Linked DNA regions of Mus musculus: regions 2, 3 and 4 are each linked to region 1. Evidence: chromatin contacts called from public Hi-C and HiChIP or PLAC-seq data. All regions are on one chromosome and are shown on one strand. The core of a region is the stretch at or near the end of the contact, and the rest is flanking DNA. Distances in the headings are between cores, read along the strand shown.

Region 1 (3,405 bases), core at 434-2,933:
TATTGGGCATTGAAACACATTTGACCCTTCATGAAGGAAAAATAACCTCAACCAACTTAGGACACCAACACCCCTCCCACCCTGTGTTGAAGGATTCCTCATCTCCACTGTGCTTGGCATCTGGAAGAAGCTTAAAGTGACCATAACTGAGAGTTGGCAGCCCTTTTAATCTGAACTCTCCATTTAATCACAATAGATATTTGTGGGATTTTACCCAACTTCATAGAATGAGAGAAAAAGTATGTATCTAAATCTAAAGTAAACTTTAAATTGACTTTTCCAAATGCAGATTTAAAGTGGCTTTTGTGAATGCACTTTTTTTTTTCCTTTTTAACCTGAAATGGGCATATCAACTTTACATTTATTCAAAGAATAAGTAGCCAGAATCATTAAATTTTCTAATAAGTTATCATTGAAAAGGAAAACTTGGCTAAGCTCTCCAAGATGTTGCCTGCTTTATAAGCCACAATAAACTGGGCATCCGTTTGCCTTCTAAGAGGACTGACGCTAATCTTTGCACCAGCTACGAGGTCAATTTCCCAAAGGAATTTTCCCCCTTAGATAGGAAAATGTTGATTCTAGAAATATAGATGGTAAATATTTATATTCTGAGTTTTAAGATATGGAAGATATTAAAGTAGCTAAAAGAAGTTCTTTTGATTTGAATTTGGTTACTTCTTTCTTATTCCTTTCACACACACACACACACACACACACACACACACACACACACACTCTCTCTCTCTTGCCTGCTCCTCTTTTCTTCTGGTAACCTGCTTTGGAAGGCGACTTGCTCTGGGCTGAAGCAATCCAGTGTCTCCAAGGAGATTCCAGCTCCTTCGCCCTCCAAATCTTAAACTGAGTCACACTATGCAGGTTGGCTCTCTCACAAAACCTCTCAGCTTTGGAACGCAGGAAAAACTTGATTAGTTTCAGAGGTGAAATTTGCCAACCTAGTTACTTTTGCTAAAGGAAAGCTGAATTCTTCGGGCTCGCCTTAAGTCGGTCCTTTTGAGGTGAAACCGAAGGAGAGAGGGTTTTGGAGAGAGGGTTTTTCCGTGGCGACAAAGCACACTCTGAAGCCACCTCTTCAAGTGGCTCCTGTCCCTGCTGCAGCGCAAGATGGAGCTACCGGCTCCAGAGACCTCCCGGTCTGTGCACCGAGCACAGGCGCCTAAAGCGAGTCACCTGCTGGTAAGGAACGCTGGGTGGGAACACACGTGGGTACTGCGAAGGTCTTGGGGACCACGCAGAATTTATGAAAAGGATAACGGTCATATGGGCCCAAGGTTCGGACCCAGAGGGGTCAGGGAGCCGACCAGGAGTCCAGGGTTTGCAAGGTGGATAAAGTCACCCAAGCCACACGCCCCACCCTCTAGACTGCGCTGGTCTCTCCCTTTAGACTAAAATCCGAGGAGCCGAGGTACTGGGTGAGCGGAGCCGGCTCCTTCGGGACCCAAAAGCGCAGAAATCGGGTGCTTAACTGGCTTGCTGGAAGTCGGCGCTCAGGGACTCGCTGGGAGGCGGGACTCGGGGCAGTACCAGAGCCAACAAGGCAGCAGTGGGCGCTCGAGATCCTCTTCTGCCCTCCGCGCTCTCCCCGAGCTCCGGCCTCCACTGTCCCCTCCTCCGGCTCCTGCTCCTCCTCCTGCTCCTCCCATCCGTAGAACCGGCACCAAAACGCCTGCCTGCAAGGTCCTCAGTGCGCTGCAGCCCGGAGCTGCGGTCACCGCCGGGTCTCTCTCGGTGAGTGCCTGTGTCCCTTCACCGCTCGCCCGTCCCGGGGTGAGTGTGAATTTGCTCCAAAGGGCGCAGGTACTTGGCGGCGGTGCTGCCCATGGCCCGGCCGGAGAGAGGATTGAGGGCGCCGGACCGGCTGGACGGGTACGCGACTCAGGTGAGCGCGGAGCGTGAGGGGTGAGGGCTGCCTAGGCACCTTCTTCTGGTATTCCGACTAACTCAAGTGCAAAGCCCAAGGTGAGATAAGGCTAAAGCAGGTAGAACACACTCCACTGGAGGCAAGACTCGGGGTTATCTGATTCTCCTGTCTCCTGCTCCGAAACCTCACCTCTAGAATTCGCGAGATGGACTATAAGGTACCAGACTTTCTGACTCTTAAAAGACTGGATTTATGTCCCTAGATGACTCGAGAGGGTCGTCGCTGCCCGTTGCTCGGCGCCACAGCTTCTCTCTAGGACCTTGGGCAACTGCAGCTAGAGTGGAGCGCTGGCTGAGCCCGGGTACCACCTAGGGCGGAGAATTGGGCCAGGGGACAGCTAACAGGAGTCCCTCTGGAATGGGGCATCTCGGGTGTGGAAGCCTTGGTCTAGTTTGCCTTTGCATTTGGTAGCAATAATGGGGAGACTGAGCATCTCCCGGGGTACTCGAAGAAGAAGGTGACAGGCAGGACCTTAGGTATTAAGACAGCCAGTTACATACGGCTGTTATTTTTTTTTTTTTTTTTCGTGTTACTTTTTTACTTTTTTCCCACCTCGGCTTCTATTTCGAGTACCACCGATAGAGGAGGCGGATGGGGGAGGGTAGTGGATAATGGATGTCCGTACACGAACCTGGGAAGCTTGTATTTAGAAAGTGCACAGCTCGCTCGGAGCCTGACCTCTTCAGGTGTGCCATACACACCCGCTTTTTTAGAGCAGTGGACTCCGCTGCTTTCCTCTGGACCCTGCCATTCCTGGAACTGGAAAGCCAGCTCTCCGAACCTGGGGCTCAAACCAGTAGTAGGATGGAGAAGCCAGTGCTGGAGCCAGATGCCTACCAGGGATTGGTGGGCTGTGCCAGACTTAGCAATTATTTGTGGGTGCCTCCGACTCTTTATGGCACAATCTAAGCTAAAGGAGGCACTTTATTTTCCTTGCACACACGGGGTTCTCCTCTGGATCAGGAGTAGCACCCTTCCTCGCCAACCCCCACAACACAACGCAGAAGCTGTGGTATTCTTGCTTTGCCTTGCGCGAGAGACTTACTCCTCCTCTTCCCTCCGCGTTATCCCGGGGCTATTTTTATACTTAACTATGCTAAGATGCTTTTGGGGGGATCCCAAGGAGCCAACTCTGCATCCACAGTCTTGAAGCTGCTTTCCCAGAGGAGGTCTCTTGTTAGCCAGGAGCTGGGGTGAGTAGAGGAGACCGTGAATAAGGGAGAGGAGAGAGTTCGCCCTTGCTTCAGTCTGAGCTCAGCATTCTCAGGAAAGTACCACCAGCACCCAGGCTGCCCCACCTCCCAGCCATTTCCCCAATCCGGGTGGGAGCAGATCTCCAGCGCAGTCCCCAGGTGCCCCAGCCCTGGGTATTTGACCAGCTGCTTTGGGGGTGGGGGTGGGGGACACAAGGTACTGTGGTCTCAGCTTTGCTCCCAAAGCTCACTGTATTTGTTGAAATTCAATTA
Region 2 (3,405 bases), core at 478-2,977, 500 kb after region 1:
CATGCAATCCCTTTGTGCTAGACATTATGCGCTGCACTTACCATAAATTGGCTCATTTACTTCTATTTAATCTGTCACCAAAATGCATCAGAAGAGTGCCATTATTGGACCTGGGTCCCCTTTAACAGATGAGGAAAATGAGACTTGGAGAAGTTGAGATGTGTGCAAAGTGAAATAGCAGTTAGTGAGTGACCCAGGAGTTGATCCTGAACACTTGGACTAATTAAAGCCCACACTACGTGAGCTGAAACATGGCTGAGCTGAGCTGCTGGAGCCTCTGCCATGCGCAGGACCCAATTCCCACACTCACTCGCGGCACCTGTGGTCACACGACCTCTAAAATAAAGCTTAGCGCAAGAGCAACTGTACAGCCATGATAAATTTTCATATGCAAAACAGTGTGTTCAGAAATGAAAATTTATTTGGGATTAGTTTTACACAGGGTCAGAGTTCTTAAGGAAGTGCATAAAACTGCACTGCATACCAAATCTTTAAGAAGATAATTCATGCTAGCCTTAGAGAGGTTATTGAGAAAAATCACAGTGAATACACCCCACGACAAAGGTAATGCATAAATCATCATGGTCTTAAAGGCAGAGAGATATTATTCTAGAAAACTAGCCCATGCCCTTGACGGTGAGCTTCACACCAAGGCCGCTCTGGAAGTTGACAGACAAAATCTGAATATTAAAGAAAAGCAGGAGTTATTCTGGAAGGCCCATGGTTTATGGATGTGACTTTTTGTCTATCCCGAGTCCACAGTAACGGAGAGCATAAAATGGAACCCTTAGCCCTATTCTTCCACTATTACAATGACACAGGGGAGAACCTGTAGAGAGAATCAGTGGAGTGTGATATATTGTCTGACCTCAACCCCCACCCCACCCTTCTTGTAAACCATTCCCTTGTAGAACACTAGTGTGTGGGGTTTGCTTTCTCCGAGGATCTGTGCTGTAATATTTGAAGCATGGGGCAAAAGAGAGAAGGAAAACTGAACACATGCTACCGAGAGAGACGCCTAGAGGTGAGTCATGGCCAGGCATGTCCTACCAGGTGGAACCTTGTAAACAGGCTTTCATTGCACATGAGGTAAAGCACAACCCTCCTGAGAGACATTGTGAGCATCATAAAATCTAATCTCCTGCGACAAGGCTCAGGAGACCTGTGCTGCCTGTTCACGCAGCACTAAGGTACAGAGGCAACCTAGGTATGAGGCTATACCAGCTCTGCCTGACGTGGCATCTTTTCTCTCAGGCTGAATCAGCCGTTGGACATCGGTATAGAGAACAGAATCACCGTGAACCACTGATCTTTCAGAGAGGTGGACGAGGAGAGGCCGCAACAAGAACACAGAGAAGTGGTGGGCTACTTCTGCAGGCTTATAAGCTTTCGAGAGATGCTTTGCTCAGCCTGGGGGACTGGTCCTTTTGCTTGCTTTAGTTGGTATATTTTAAGCACAGTGGTAATTATCTCTCAGGGTTATTGTAAAGAAAATGAAAACATGAGATGCCTTTAACAAAGTTGATCTGTAAACTGAAAAGAACCGTGCAATTATTGGCTGTGTTGTGCATCCTTTAGATGTATGTAAAGACAAAAGCTGCCCACAAAATATGTAATTCCACGGAAAACAACATTTCCGTCTTGCAAGGACAAGCCAGCACCATGGAGGGTTCCAACAAGGGAAGAAGGGGTGTGGAAGTTGGTTTGGAAAGCTGACATTAGCCAGGCTCTGGCCTCAGGAGGATACAGTAAGCTGACATGTGAAGTATTTGGACGTGTGCCTGGTTGTAATGATGTCAGCAGAGGTTAGTTACAGTCGGCAAGCTCTTTAGCTTTCCTGGACATTTATTCCTTGGGTATGAAATATGGGCCAATGTGTCTTCTCCTTTGCAGGATACTGAGGGAGCACTAATTGATCATTGATGTTCCATATAAGAAGGGTCACAGAGTGTTAGAAATTTACTATCAGTGCTCTTTTTTTTTTCATTGAGATCTATGTTTTTATACAAGAATTGAAAGAAAAATGCATTTATATATACATATATATATCCATAAACACACACACACATATATATACTATATTATTTTAGCAACATGAAATTGGTGCCAAATTAGATGCTTAGCTTTGTGCTTATTTTAATTTTTAAACTACCTTTCTTTATAATGTATATGAAGTAGGCATACACAGAAGTAAAAGGGCAACTTGTAGTTACTCACCACATAGATCCCAGAAACTGAACTCAGGCCTCAGGCTGTCAGCAAGCACCTAGACCCCCTAAAGCCATCTCCCAGGCCCAGTGCTCCTTTTACAATGATGTGATCTATTTTAATAAATAAAATAAAAAGACTGTTTCCCAAAAGCCTGTGGGATGCTTCATGTGATCAGACAGAACCTCTAAGTACTCAGTCCTACGGGTCAGAAATTCAGGGGCTGGTACTAGCAATAGGGAAAGCAATCATGTTACACTCAGGAGAATTGCTAAGACTTAGCACATACACACAGCCTATGAAGCTACCCATGCAGCAGCCTGCACACTGCACAGTGCACGGGCCCTACTTCTACTTCTCCCAGTACTTTGCAACCATTGCTTTGAACCACAGCTAAAGGACTGAAACTCGGCCTTCATTCAGCACCTTGTGTGCAGTGCTCCAGGAGGCAACCCTTGACTGTGAGGATGACACAGGACCTGTCAGAGGACCTTGGCTGACATCTCTGCAAAGACTCTTATTTGGGGGTGTGCTTTTAAAAACTCCACTAACCATTATGAGCTTTCATTTAAGTTATTGTGATGACGATTGGAGCTTTCTCTGAGGTCTGAGTTAAAATATACCAAAACCAAGGTGCACCTACTAGGTACACCTGCACATAGTAGGAGCTTTGCCAACTTTCCCTCTGTCCTTGGCTTCCTCTGTGTCTTAGCTTTCATGATTCCACTAAAAAATACATTAAAACTGTTATAGTCCTACTAAAACCACTTAGATTTGCATAAATTTTAATACTTAAATTCTCCTGATATTTTAAATAGAACACTGAGAGAGCTGTAGCTTTGCTCTGAATAATCCTAAGGCTGCAGCTGAAACATGATTCAGTAACCAAGCTCTTAGAAATGCAGTTCATCAATGTTTCCTAAGGCGTGCCTTATGTAGAAGATGGCTGTCGTGAGATAGACACCTTTGTTTTCAATACTCTCAGGTTTTAATACGAACACCCGGAGCACAACAGCGTATGCCCCAATTGCATCCCAAGTACCAAGAAATGGCTCATGGCTTCCAGCCCACCCCCATCCCACCACACACCTTCTTTCTTCAGCATGAATGAAGGTAGGTGTGCGTCCACTCAGCGCCTAAACAAGATAATAACATGCCACAGGCAAGACATTCTGCTAAGTGCTGTGTGAAGAGAAA
Region 3 (3,405 bases), core at 456-2,955, 390 kb after region 1:
ATTTACATCCTGATAGCAGTTTCTCCTCTCCCTTCTTTTCCCAGTCCCTACCTCTCATATCCCCTAATTTTTAATCACAGCTTTACAAACAACCCACGGCAGGCCAGAGGATCAGCTAGCTGCTGTGATTAGAACAAATATGGGTAAGACTCAGAGTCCGTCCCTCAGGACAATCGGTAGCACGCTTTTCAAACTCACCGTGGTGGTGGAAAGGACAGGCAGTAAAGAGACAGTAGTTTCTGACACTGGGAATCAGAAATCTCTCATAGATGAGCAACAGCATGGGCCTCCTACCTTTCAATGACTTAAGCAAAGAAATCTCTTCCCCTTTCCAATACACTGTGTGCTACCTACTCTCACTTGAAGAAGAAGGTCCTGAACCTAAGAGCCACACATCTTCTTGAGGGACTTGATGTTCTCATTTGGAACACTGGGTGTTCTGCAGAGGAAGGGAGGCTTTGGGTACACTGGGAATGTGCCATGTAGAATATACCATGCAAGTGAGCCAGATTATTTTATTATTATTGTTGTTGTTGTTGTTGTTATTAATTATTATTATTAATTATTAGATATTTTCATTATTTACATCTCAAATGTTATTCCCTTTCCTAGTTTCCCCTCCAAAAACCCACTATCCCTTCCACCCTCCCCCTGTTCACCAACCCACCTACTCCCATTTCCCTGTCCTGGCATTCAACACTGGGGCATCAAGCTTTCACAGAACCAACTCCTCTCATTGATGTCCCAAAAGGCCATCCTCTGCTACATATGTAGCTAGAGTCATGAGTCCCACTGTGTTTTCTTTGTTTGGTAGTTTAGTCCCAGGAAACTCTGGAGATACTGGTTAGTTCATAATGTTGTTCCTTCTATGGGGCTGCAAATCCCTTCAACTCCCTGGGTCCTTTCTCTAGTTCCTTCATTGGGGAACCTGTGCTCCATCCAATGGATGGCTGTGAGCATCCACTTCTGTATTTGCCAGGCACTGGCAGAGCCTCTCAGGAGACAGCTATATCAGGTCCTGTTGCATCCATAATAGTGTCTGGTTTTGGTGGTTATTTATGGGATGGATCCCCAGGTTTGGCAGTCTCTGGATGGTCATTCCTTCAGTCTCTCCTTCACATTTTGTCTCAGTAACTCCTTACATGGGCATTTTGTTCCCCCTTCCAAGAAAAAGTACAGATGCCCTGCAACAGAGGAATGCATACAGAAAATATGGTAACTTTACACAGTGGACTACTATGCAGCTATTAAAAACAATGAATTTATGAAATCCTTAGAAAATGGATGGATCTGGAGAATATCATCCCGAATGAGGTAACCCAATCTCAAAAGAACGCACATGATATGCACTCACTGATAAGTGGATAGTAGCCTAGAAGCTCAGAATACCCAAGATGCAATTCGCAAAACACATGAAACAAAAGAAGAAGGAAGACCAAAGTGTGAGCCAGATTCTTAACTCACAGTTGGAATTGGTTAAATATCTGAATATTTACCACCAAGGCTGCTTGGCTCTCCCATGTGGCACAAAGTAGATCACAGAAAACTGTGACTACCTAGAACAGGGTGAGGGAAGCAGAAAGAAATGAGTGCTGGAGACAGAAACCAAGACTTAACCACAAACACTTACAACTAAACTACTGTCTTCAGATTACAGGGAACCTGCACCTGAGCTCCTGGAACTTGGAACAGGAAGTGAACTTCTGTTTGCCGTTATGCAAGAGCTTCATGCTACCAGGGCGAACAGAGGTCTAATGCTTTCCTTTCTGTTCAAAACCAGAAGCTAGCTAGCAACAAGACAGTTCCCACAATGCTGCTATTGGTCATGTACTGACTACCTCTAAAGAATGAATGATTCAGTGGCTTAAACCAATGTGAAGAACAATGTATACAGAAGGAAGAACAAATGTAATGCACATTAAATACATGCAAACTGTACTCTGCAGCCACTGTCAACCGGTTGTGCTGTATGTTTCCTAGAAGTTTAGAAAGTAATTATTTTTCAATGTCTACAAAGGTTTGGGGCACCATTCCTTTGTCCTCTCTGATTCAGTCATTCTTCTTTGGGGACTTTGCATTGGGAAACTTTGACACACGCTCCTATTCCTCGGCTCCCTCCCACTTTCTTCTCTTCTTGAGCCTTTCTGATTCAAGGCACACATGTGCATCTGATGTTCTAATGCTAACTTCAAGTTATTCAGGACAGAAAGTTCTATTGAATTTACTGTCCACTGAGGAAGCTTCTCAACTCTTTGTGTTCTATAGGCTCCATTTATTTGCATAATCTAGGATTCCCACTGCTTTCTCAGCATGGCTCTTCTATGTGCCTCAGCCATGGGGACCTTGTATACTCTGCCTATTTGGCACAGTCTTTCTTATACATGACACACGCACTTCATTTCAGTTCCAGGGGAGAGCCTTGAGCATCCTGATGTATGTTCTTGGCAACCCTGGTTATCCATGATCCCTTGCTCTAAGCAATTGTGGGTCCAAGTAACGGTACAAAGTATTCTTAAAACTAGCACTAAATTTCAGTGCTAAATTTCCGTGTATTTCTTAAAATACAGCAGTACAGTTTCAAAATATCTAGGTTTTTTCATTTTAGTATTATTATTATTATTATTATTATTGATGATGGAATGACTAGGTTAGAATGGTTTCAAATATTTTCCACATGACAATCTTGCCACATCTTCTGAATGGCCTGGCCTCTAATACAACATAATTGTGAATATGGAGGTTCCAGTCTGTCTGCAGGGGAGTGTCTCCAGAGAGAGTACAGGAGGACAGCCACTCAATCTCGCTTGTGTAGAACACTAGGAAAAGTTTTGTAGAAGTAAATAATTTTGTGATGCTGTTATGAATTCTACGAAATAAAGCTCTCTTTCCAAAATATCACTAAAGTGCAATCTAAGTACACTCTTGGCACATCTCCAATCAAGATAATTGCCACACCATCTCTGCAGAGAGAGAGACAGAATTATATGGGAGACAATAAATTGCTCAGCTCTCTTTGAGAATTCAGTTGAGTCTATCAAAAAGAAAAGAAAACCCAGAGTTCTTTCAATATATTGGAAAATGAAATATAGACTTATTTCATGTATTCAGGAAGAAACCTCAATTGCTAAACAGAATATTGTTATTCTAGAAGTATTTAAATGATCACATAGATCAGAGAGACTTCAAATGACAGGTTATGGAAGACAGTCCTGGGATATAATGATTTTAGGAAATAATAAGAGTACTTATTTCATCTCATTGTAACCAGAGAAACATTTCCCATTCAGAAGATGTGACAAGATTGTCATGTAAAAAATATTTGAAACCATTCCTACTAAGTCATTCCAACACCAAAAGAACCTAGACATTTTGAAACTGTATTTCAGTATTTTAAGAACACCTTGT
Region 4 (3,405 bases), core at 389-2,888, 310 kb after region 1:
TGACATTGAGTTTAAGTGAATCTGAAGAGATTTATATCATTTCAGTAACCTGAAATTTTATCTTGATCCTCACATTTGACTTATTTGGGGGATTTCTGACTTGGCACTTGGCTTAGTTCTAAGCTGTAACTACAGATCAAGATTTCTAACTGTAGGGCTGGGTATCGCTATAGTCTGAATTAAGGAGAATCAAACAAGTTAAATCCAATGTTTTCACTAGCATATGCCAATTTTATTTTTATGGGCTTCATTATGACATTTTCAGGCATGCACATAATGCATTTTGATTGTATGTTTGATTATATATCCTCTATTGGCCTCTCTTATCTAAAGGGGATTTTTGTTTAATTTGAGCAAGTATATAAAACTAATAGTAATAAATACAGACATTTTTATATAATTATAAGGTCAAATGTATACTCATTCTGCAACTTATTCAACCATCAGTTACTGCTCAGTTATCTCTCTGTACCAGCTATTACTCTAGGCACTATGGCAGGTGAGGTAAAGAGTGGAAACCACAGAGGCTCTGAAGGCTGACTCCAGTACAGGAGCTGGAGCGCGAGAATCCAGGTGGAATACAGAAGAACACCAAGGCAAAGCAGTCAGAGAAGTGTCTCCAAAGTGAAAGATCTAAATGAAAGACAAAAAGAGGTGGGAATGAAGTCAGAGGTGTCACCTCCTGGGAGGTTCTATGTCACCTATATGCAGGGGCAAGACCATGACACACAGCCCTTCCAAAAAACCCACTTGCGAAAATCCCATGAGAGTCTGGATTGAGCCTAGAAAGCTGTCTGGGAAGCTAACCTTGCTTTCCCAAGTGCCTTATACAAACACTGTGAGATTCTCCTGTTCACATTTGACCTAGGATCTCTCTATCAATTGCCATCAAGGGCCTTTTCTTTTTGCTTATGACAGTCTGTAGAGTCCTCTGACTTTAAAGCAGGACACTTCCTGGTCGCAGACTGATTCATTCTGATCCTGTTGCCTTTATACACCACACCATAGTGATGTCACCTTGGTGACAATTGTCACTGGATAGTTCCACATTCCACAGCCCACAAACTGCCTTCACATTGGGGCTTTATACTCTCTTTTTGGCCTTTCTTCAAGTGTTGACAGTGCTCACTAACTGGTAAGTTAATAGTATTGGCCTAAAAGGTCATATTTCAGTCTTTTATTGACTGTGAATCCTCAATTGTCACCTTCCCTTTTACACTGAAGAAAAACACACTCCCTCCTTTAGTTTTTCTTTCCATGCCCCAAGATCATCTTGCCTCTTTTGTTAGAATCCTCAGGGCTTCAGTATTTTCCTCTCAAAGCAGTAGAGAAATGACCTGCTAGAGAATAAAGTTACTGTTAATGGTTTAAAAAAAAAAAAAAAAGAATCCTCAGGGCAAGAGTTTACAGGACAAATGTTAAGTTTTAGCCACTGTTCTACATTAGATAGAACATCCAACAGTAATGACAACAAAACAAATGAATCCCAAACCCAACAATGCATTTTCTATGTGTATTTCACTCCAAAGCATGAGGGAAGATTCTCAAATGGAGAAGTAATCTTGCTAAAAGTATCTTCCTAGTTCATAATGACTTGTTAATGACGGTAGCCCTGCTTTGCCTCTTCCAAGAAACTGCAGAAAGCTAGAATGGGATTGGGGGAAGGCCCAGCTTATTCACTTCAATAGAGCTTCAAGACCCTAAGACAGAGCTTGGGAGAAATAATGATTTAGAGGCAGCGACCTTTCTCTCTGCTGAGTGAAACTGAAATCTGAAAGATGAATATTGGTCTCTGAGCTGTGCATCTTTTAGTGACACTTCCTTTAAAGAGTGAAGAAATCATTCAACAGTGTAAACTGAACTTGGGTTTTCCAAGCATTGCATAAGTCAATGTACATCAAATAGCATGCTATTATAGAACAAAGGAGTCTGTCTTATTTTTGGAGGAGGTGGGGGAGAGCCAGATGATTTGTGTGAGCAGTGCTTCACCTGTCTCTATCCTGCTTATTCATCCAACAGATGGGATATTTATATTCCACAAGAAAAATGGGATAAGATAGTCCCAATGCAGGAAATAAATACAACTTGGGGTAGCAATGGACAGCTGAGTGAGTTATTTCCATTAAGACTGGGAATGAGCCCTTTTCTGCAAAGAGGGTGCTGAAACTGAAGAAGGAGGGTCCTGCCCTCTCAAAGCCAAAGCAAAGGCCTTGAAAATCTAGAAGGCAGTGCTGAAAGTGCCTGTACCCCAAAAAGATCTGCATGTCACCCACCTTCTGGCCACCAGCCTAAGACCCTGGTGCTCCAGTGGCAACCGAAATTCCCTCCCAAAAGCTCACCCAGAAGAAACGAGCTTGAACACGACGCCATCAGCAAATTACCCTGACCACTGTGTCTGCGATGGAGAAGACAGAAGACACTTGCATTCACGGTGGATGCCAAGGTCAACAAGCATCAGTTCAAACAGCCTGTGAGCAAACTCTACTACACTGATGTGGCCAAAGTCAATACTCGACAAAGCCTGGTGGAGAGAAAAATGAAAGCAGGTGCTCCACTGACTCCATATGAGGATGGACTAGATGTTGTCTACAAAATTGGGATCATCCAAACTGAGTCTAGCTGCCTCATTCTAAACACACACTTTTTCTTTCTCAATAAAAAAAAAATAGGAACAAAACTCAGAACAGAGCAAACACTCAGATCATGCAGTATGGCGTGCCTTTTCTCTCATTCTACCAGGCACCATCTTTTCATGTCAGTTTTACTTATTGCCTTAATTATTTTAGTTTGTTGCTAGGATGGGGTTGGGACGGAGCCAGCCTATTGCTACCACCAGTTGTATTTACTTCCTGCATTGGGACTATCATATCCCATTTTCCCTTCTGGACTATGAATATATTCCCATCTCTTAGATGAGGAAACGGAATAGTGATAGGTGAAGCAAGGCTCACACAAATCATCTTTGCAGCCTTAGTAAGGTTTGAACTCACGGTGCTGATGGTGTGGTAGCCAGAATGCTGAGGCTACCAGACTGCATCACTAAACCCAGAGTCATTTGGTTTCTTTAAATACCTCCCAAAGACATTGTCCACTATTGTTTAGAGGAGGTGAATCAACTCAGTGATTTAAGAATTGTGTAACAAGTTTTCCCAAATGGTGGGGAAAGGAATGTAGGTGATCACGGCTGCTATAAACTGTCATCCTAGCTATCAGAATAGGATTGTTTTTAAAGAATAACCACTGGAATTTTGTGAAATTTATGCCTCAGAGAGGAGAAGGCATTTAAATGAGAGTCTCAAGCTGTGCCCAATAGAATGCATCCATGCATGCTGTTGAAAAAAATTAGTCTGTGTTGTCTATCCTGTTCTTGTGATGCTGGGGAAAAGTGGGAATCTACTCAAGGAG

Evidence for each region. A called contact is a pair of places that touch in the nucleus more often than the background predicts. HiChIP or PLAC-seq counts read pairs in DNA pulled down with a chosen protein or histone mark.
Region 2: a contact with region 1 is called in a Hi-C map of olfactory sensory neurons, with 4 times the contacts expected there. The contact joins the enhancer-like site here to the promoter of Hs3st1 in region 1. A contact is called at or near these places in 1 of 15 datasets of contacts at CTCF or cohesin (pro-B cells), 16 of 484 Hi-C or Micro-C datasets (B cells, CD4 T cells, adipose-derived mesenchymal stem cells and 8 more) and 8 of 115 datasets of contacts at active chromatin or transcription factors (SST interneurons, astrocytes, differentiating embryonic stem cells and 5 more).
Region 3: a contact with region 1 is called in an H3K4me3 HiChIP or PLAC-seq map of the 230-238 cell line, with 5 times the contacts expected there. The contact joins the enhancer-like site here to the promoter of Hs3st1 in region 1. A contact is called at or near these places in 1 of 39 promoter capture datasets (cancer-associated fibroblasts), 1 of 15 datasets of contacts at CTCF or cohesin (pro-B cells), 1 of 484 Hi-C or Micro-C datasets (bone marrow-derived macrophages), 7 of 115 datasets of contacts at active chromatin or transcription factors (the 230-238 cell line, embryonic forebrain, embryonic stem cells and 3 more) and 2 of 9 other capture datasets (adipose tissue and macrophages).
Region 4: a contact with region 1 is called in a Hi-C map of conventional type 1 dendritic cells, with 2.2 times the contacts expected there. The contact joins the enhancer-like site here to the promoter of Hs3st1 in region 1. A contact is called at or near these places in 1 of 15 datasets of contacts at CTCF or cohesin (pro-B cells), 11 of 484 Hi-C or Micro-C datasets (B cells, CD4 T cells, the Patski cell line and 6 more), 10 of 115 datasets of contacts at active chromatin or transcription factors (the 230-238 cell line, a colorectal cancer cell line, embryonic forebrain and 6 more) and 2 of 9 other capture datasets (adipose tissue and liver).

The regions. Positions count from the first base shown.
Region 1 is chr5:39,642,909-39,646,313 of GRCm38.p6, reverse strand. Hs3st1 (heparan sulfate (glucosamine) 3-O-sulfotransferase 1) reads left to right here and starts at 1,683. Exons shown (of 2, transcript NM_010474.2): 1 at 1,683-1,897.
Region 2 is chr5:39,142,188-39,145,592 of GRCm38.p6, reverse strand. No RefSeq gene overlaps it. Among named protein-coding and RNA genes, the nearest start is that of Gm46937, 62 kb to the right of the region's middle. Within about 2 kb of position 1,727, at least 18 of the 459 cell types and tissues checked have an H3K27ac peak or open chromatin away from gene starts, as enhancers often do. A contact at or near this core is called in SST interneurons and olfactory sensory neurons, where this site is marked.
Region 3 is chr5:39,256,226-39,259,630 of GRCm38.p6, reverse strand. All of the region lies in intron 1 of Gm40293 (a long non-coding RNA gene), which reads left to right. Among named protein-coding and RNA genes, the nearest start is that of Gm40293, 49 kb to the left of the region's middle. Within about 2 kb of position 1,705, at least 17 of the 459 cell types and tissues checked have an H3K27ac peak or open chromatin away from gene starts, as enhancers often do. A contact at or near this core is called in the 230-238 cell line and pro-B cells, where this site is marked.
Region 4 is chr5:39,336,559-39,339,963 of GRCm38.p6, reverse strand. No RefSeq gene overlaps it. Among named protein-coding and RNA genes, the nearest start is that of Gm40292, 31 kb to the right of the region's middle. Within about 2 kb of position 1,638, at least 9 of the 459 cell types and tissues checked have an H3K27ac peak or open chromatin away from gene starts, as enhancers often do. A contact at or near this core is called in conventional type 1 dendritic cells, where this site is marked.